Regions from separate parts of the Nomascus leucogenys genome. Here region 1 is linked to region 2. Evidence: chromatin contacts called from public Hi-C data. All regions are on one chromosome and are shown on one strand. The core of a region is the stretch at or near the end of the contact, and the rest is flanking DNA. Distances in the headings are between cores, read along the strand shown. Region 1 overlaps ABHD12 (lysophosphatidylserine lipase ABHD12). Region 2 holds the start of ABHD12 (lysophosphatidylserine lipase ABHD12).

Region 1 (2,734 bases), core at 91-2,590, 94 kb before region 2:
CCTCCTGCCGACTCCCGCTGTGTCCTGAGGTGCATTTCCTGTTGTACACACAAGGGCCAGGGTCCATTCTCCCTCCCTTTCCACTGGTGCCACAGCCTGGAAAAAGGACCAGGGGTCCCGGAGGAACCCGTTTGTGCTCTGCTTGAACAGCAGGCCTGGCACTGGGAGGTGGGGGTGAGCCCCTCACAGCCTTGCCCCTCCCCAAGGCTGGCAACCTGCCTCCCATTGCCCAAGGGAGAGGGCAGGGAACAGGCTACTGTCCTTCCCTGTGGAATTGCCGAGAAATCTAGCACCTTGCATGTTGGATCTGGGCTGCGGGAGGCTCTTTTTCACCCTGGCCTCCAGTGCCCACCAGGAGGATCTGTGCACGGTGCACAGCCCACCAGAGCACTACAGCCTTTTATTGAGTGGGGCAAGTGCTGGGCTGTGGTCGTGCCCTGACAGCATCTGCCCCAGGCAGCGGCTCTGGAGGCCATACTCCCCGAGTTGGCCACTGGGGCCACCACCCTGACCACCACTGTGCCCCTCATTGTTACTGCCTTGTGAGATAAACTGATTAAACCTTTGTGGCTGTGGTTGGCTGATGTGGGGTCTATGTTTCGCTAACTGCAGGTGGTGGTGTAAGGCTGTGGGAAGCAGAGAACACAGGCCTGAGGCCCAGGGTGGTGCCAGTGCAGGGATGAGACCTGCAAGTGGGCCACAGGTCCCACCTCTGAAACTAGAGCTGAATTACACCCCATCATTCTGGGATTGAGGGCAGAAAAGTTTGCATCTCCACTAGGTGTGGGACCTGGGGCCATGTGTGCCTGAACAGCTAGTTTTTGTTTGTTTGTTTGTTTTGAGATGGAGTTTTGCTTTTGTTGCCCAGGCTGGAGTGCAATGGCGTGGTCTTGGCTCACTGCAATCTCCGCCTCCCGGGTTCAAGCAATTCTCCTGCCTCAGCCTCCGGAGTAGCTGGGATTACAGGCGCCCACCACCACACCCGGCTAATTTCCATGTTTGCCAGGCTGGTCTCAAACTCCTGACCTCAGGTGATCTGCCCACCTCAGCCTCCCAAAGTGCTGGGATTACAGTTGTGAACCACTGTTCCTGGCCAAGCTAGCTATTTTCTAAAAATCCTATCAAATCCAGCCATTACTAAACATGCTATCTGGGGATAAGAAACACACCTTTCTGGTGTGACTTGTGCTGGTCCCTTTGCACCTGCAGCTTTTGTCTCCCACTCCTGGCCCTGGGGACCAAAACACTGCCCCTCAATTGTACAGTTGCAGATTAAGAAATCAGGAGAAACGAGCCTAGGGCTCAGTGCAACCTTGAAGACCCAAGAACTGGGATGCTGGAGTGCCATGGGCCTCCTTGGCCTCAGTCCTAGTCATGCAGGGGTTGGTGCTGCCAGGTTGTCCTCATCCCCGCACCCACTGTGCACCTGGGTGGGCGGCACCAAGATGGTGCCCTGGGAGTCTCTGCCTCCCCAGGTCTGTGGGGTTCTCTCCCAGGGATTAGTTGCTTGGACGACTGAGCTCAGCACCCTGGGTAGGGCACTTGGGTGTAATGAGCTGACAGGTGATGGAGCAGCTGCCACACAGAAGCTGCCTTTCTTGCTCTTACCTGCATCTGTCAGTTTTGTAAAAAACTAGCTTGGCCTAGTGCAATGGCTCATGCCTATAATCCCAGCACTTTGAGAGGCCAAGGCAGGAGGATTGCTCAGGAGTTCGAGACCAGCCTGGGCAACATGGAAAACCCCATCTTTACAAAACATACAAGAATTAGCTGGGCATGGTGGCACGTGCCTGTAGTCCCACCTACTTGGGAGGCTGAGGTGGGAGAACTGCTTGAGCCCAGGAGGTGGAAGTTGCTGTGACCTATGATTGTGCCACTGCACTCCAGCCTGGGCAACAGAGTGAGACTGTCTCAAAAAAACCCACCAGGAGCTTGTATTTTTAGTTTGGATCCTTGGCTGGGGGACTGAGGCAAGATACAAAGTAGCTTACACAGACAAAAAAATGAGGAAAAGATGAAGGCCAGCCCAGGTAGAGCAGGTCGCCTCTGCTTCGTGGTCAGGAGCCGCAGTGTGCGACAAGGCCAGGAGAGCAGCCTCGGGCTCTGTGCTGGAGTAAACCTGTGTCCTAAAGAAGGGGCTGCCTGGCTCCCCTAGGGGTTCCTATAGTCTTGCAAAGACACTCTGGGTCCCCGGCTCAGATCCCAACCCTGGGGCAGGTGGTGTCTCTGGGGCCATGGGTGGGCAGAACAGAAATGACACCGATTAGGGACCAGGAGCCGGCGCAGACCCTGGCCAGGAGGGGGGCCAGTGTTCTCATGAACTGACCTCAGAAGTAATGTAATGTCTACTCAGCTGCTCCCCTGCTTAGGAAAAGTGTTCTCTAGATCTGAGAACTGCTGTAGGTAGCTCAGGGTACCCCAGCGAAGGAGGAGTGTAACTGCAAGGACCTCTGGGCTCCCTGCCAGCGCACAGCAGTTGCTGGGACTGCAACTTGGAAAAAGGGGCGAGCAGGTGAACAAAACTTCCTACTCCTGGCAAATTTCTGAGCTGCTGGGACTAGAAAATTTCATAGCCTGAGGCTGAGTCATGGAGTGGCTCCAAAGCAGCTAGAGGCTTTAGGCTCTGGGCTCTGAGCCTGGCTGGGGCCGTGTTTGAGAGTATGCGGGGCGCCTGACATGGCAGGAGGCAACACTGACCCTTCTCGCGCTGCAGAGAGACAAAAGGACCACCACC
Region 2 (2,700 bases), core at 52-2,551:
TTTATATAAATGCATTCATCTTCTACCCAAAGGGAGAACGCCAATAACCAAACGACTCAGGACTGCAAGGTGATTCCCAAGAAGGTGAACTTGTGCGGACAGATTTCAAGTACCACGAACCACCACCAGCAGAGCGAAGGACAGGTTTCCCTCCGACAGCTGCGATGCTCCGAGTCCCTCCTTCCCCTAGCACCCCGCGGCCCACTGAAGCCCTTCCCCAAAGGTCCCCGAGTTCTAAGTGACGCACGCCCCCGACCGTAGTTACCGGGGAGAGCCGCCAGTAAGGCTCCGCGCACGCAGCCCAGCCCGAGAGGCGCTCGCCCGGGCGCTCGGTGTGGGGCCCGATGCAGAAGAGGAGGAGGTCCGAGTGGGCCCCAGCGCTCTCAGGGTCTGGCGCCGGCCCCTCTGCCTCTCGCCTCTGCTGTGCCTGGCGTCCAGGGATCTCCCAAGGACTCCCCACCCCCTACCCTGCTCTCCCACGCGGGGTCATGACTTCGGGCGGCGCCAAGCCCCCAGCGTAAGGGTCCCCCCCGGCCTCCCTGGGAAACGGTCGGGGTGCAAGGCTAGGCTGGGAGTGCCTGCGACAGGGCGGGAGGAGGACACAGGGGGTCAGGGGCAGGGCAGGACGCTCCCGCCGCGGTGCCTGGGGAAGGGAGCGGGAGTGGGGCCGCTGCGGGCCAAATGCGGGACACAAGCGCGGACGGGGGCGGCTGCGGATCGGGCGGACGGCCACTCTGGGAGGGGCTGGAAGGTACGGGGGCCCCCTGAGGGACGCACCTGCGCCAGATGAGGAGCCCCCAGCTCCGCGCGAAACCTCACCTGCCCAGCGCCCGCTTCATTCCCGCGTCGGCTGCGCAGCGCGGCTCGGCCGCCCCCGGGCCCGTCAGGCGTAGGTTCTGCTTCAGGCGGCAGTCGGCGTCCAGCGCCGCGGCGGCCGAGCCGGAGGAGGACGAGCCCGGGGCGGCGCAGCGCTCATGCTCCAAGGCGACGGGCTCGGTCCGCTTCCTCATGCCGCGGCCGACAGGGCCGGCCGCCGACGGCGCCCGCTGGCCTCGCCCGCTGCCTACGCCGCAGTGCCGCCGCTCACAGCCGCCGCCACCAGGAGCCCGGAGCCCGGAACCCGCCGCTCCTCACATCCCAACCCAGGCCGCGGCGCCGGCTACGAACCGGCGGCGGGGGCCCGCCGGCCAGGCCGGCCAATCAGCGCCGGGCTCCCGCCGGCCCTGCCCTCCACCCACCCCCGGCCCCGCCCCGCCCCGCCCACCTCCTCCCCGGTTCCGAGGAGTGCCCGCCCAGCATCCCCAGCGCCACCCGCAGCCATTTTGTGGGAGGGTGGACGAAGCTGCAGCGGCGCGTCATCTGCAGGGCAGGGCTCTGGGCTCCATCCCGAGGCTGCAGCTGTCCTCGCTCGGGCGCTCGGTGTGAGGAGCACCCGCTCCCGGTCGTGCCCCATTCAGTGGCCCGAAAGGGGTGGCCCAGCGAGCCAGAGCCGCAGCGCTGGGCCCCTCGCGCTTCTGCGAACGGAAACCCAGAGGTAGCAAATCGCAGTTCCGTTCTCGTGATTTTTTTTTTTTTTTTTTTTTTTTTTGAGACGGAGTCTCGCTCTGTCGCCCGGGCTGGAGTGCAGTGGCGCAATCTCGGTTCACTGCAAGCTCCGCCTCCCGGGTTCACGCCATTCTCCTGCCTCAGCCTCTGCAAGTAGCTGGGACTACAGGCGCCCGCCACCACGCCCGGCTAACTTTTTTTGTATTTTTAGTAGAGACGGGTTTCACCGTGGTCTCGATCTCCTGACCTCGTGATCCGCCCGCCTCGGCCTCCCACAGTGCTGGGATTACAAGCGTGAGCCACCGTTCTCGTGATTTTTAATTCTTTTTCCGCATGGACTTTGCCTTTAAAACTATGCTTTCCTGGCCGGGCGCGGTGGCTCACGCTTGTAATCCCAGCACTTTGGGAGGCCGAGGCGGGCGGATCACGAGGTCAGGAGATCGAGACCACGGTGAAACCCCGTCTCTACTAAAAATACAAAAAATTAGCCGGGCGCGGTGGCGGGCGCCTGTAGTCCCAGCTACTCGGAGAGGCTGAGGCAGGAGAATGGCGTGAACCCGGGAGGCGGAGCTTGCAGTGAGCCGAGATAGCGCCACTGCACTCCAGCCTGGGCGACAGAGCAAGACTCCGTCTCAAACAAAAAAAAAAAAAAAAAAAAACTATGCTTTCCGGTCGTCAATTTTTAATTTGAAGCAAATGTATATACTCAGTGTTTACTTTTGGGCCGAACATATGGAAATGAACTGCTTGAAAAATTTACTTTTTACAAACCTGTATTAGATTTTAGATTTTTATAAAGCAATTAAGACTACCTGATGGGAGGAAAATCCATTTCAAAGATAAATTCGCCCTTATGAAACCCAAATTTAGTACTAATTCAACCCATCCTAAAAAGAGAAAAGGAAAGAATAAAGGGCTGTTTCACAAATTTAGTTTTATAACTTTGGCTTTCTTCAATATGGCATTCATTTTATAGATGATCTATAACCAAGAGAGATATTTGCTTACTTATTCCAAAGTAACTTTAGAAATTTCAATATTCGTCACTTTGAAAACTATTGGCAATTGATAATTTAAGGTCAGTTGGAAATGCGTTTAGAAATTCAACAGCTTTTTATATTAGTTTTTTTTTTTTTGAGACGGAGTCTCGCTCTC

The links. Hi-C and Micro-C count contacts between places; a contact is called where the count stands out from the background.
Region 1: a Hi-C map of a lymphoblastoid cell line shows a contact between it and region 2, with 2.7 times the contacts expected there. The contact joins the enhancer-like site here to the promoter of ABHD12 in region 2. A contact is called at or near these places in 2 of 4 Hi-C or Micro-C datasets (a lymphoblastoid cell line and an unstated tissue).

Annotation. Positions count from the first base shown.
Region 1 is chr13:39,844,612-39,847,345 of Asia_NLE_v1, reverse strand. All of the region lies in intron 12 of ABHD12 (lysophosphatidylserine lipase ABHD12), which reads right to left. It overlaps PYGB (glycogen phosphorylase, brain form), which reads left to right. Exons shown (of 20, transcript XM_030826579.1): 20 at 1-584. Among named protein-coding and RNA genes, the nearest start is that of PYGB, 61 kb to the left of the region's middle. Within about 2 kb of position 1,340, the one cell type or tissue checked has an H3K27ac peak away from gene starts, as active enhancers do. A contact at or near this core is called in a lymphoblastoid cell line, where this site is marked.
Region 2 is chr13:39,750,576-39,753,275 of Asia_NLE_v1, reverse strand. It overlaps ABHD12 (lysophosphatidylserine lipase ABHD12), which reads right to left and starts at 1,301. Exons shown (of 13, transcript XM_030826581.1): 1 at 820-1,301. The coding sequence starts at 1,010.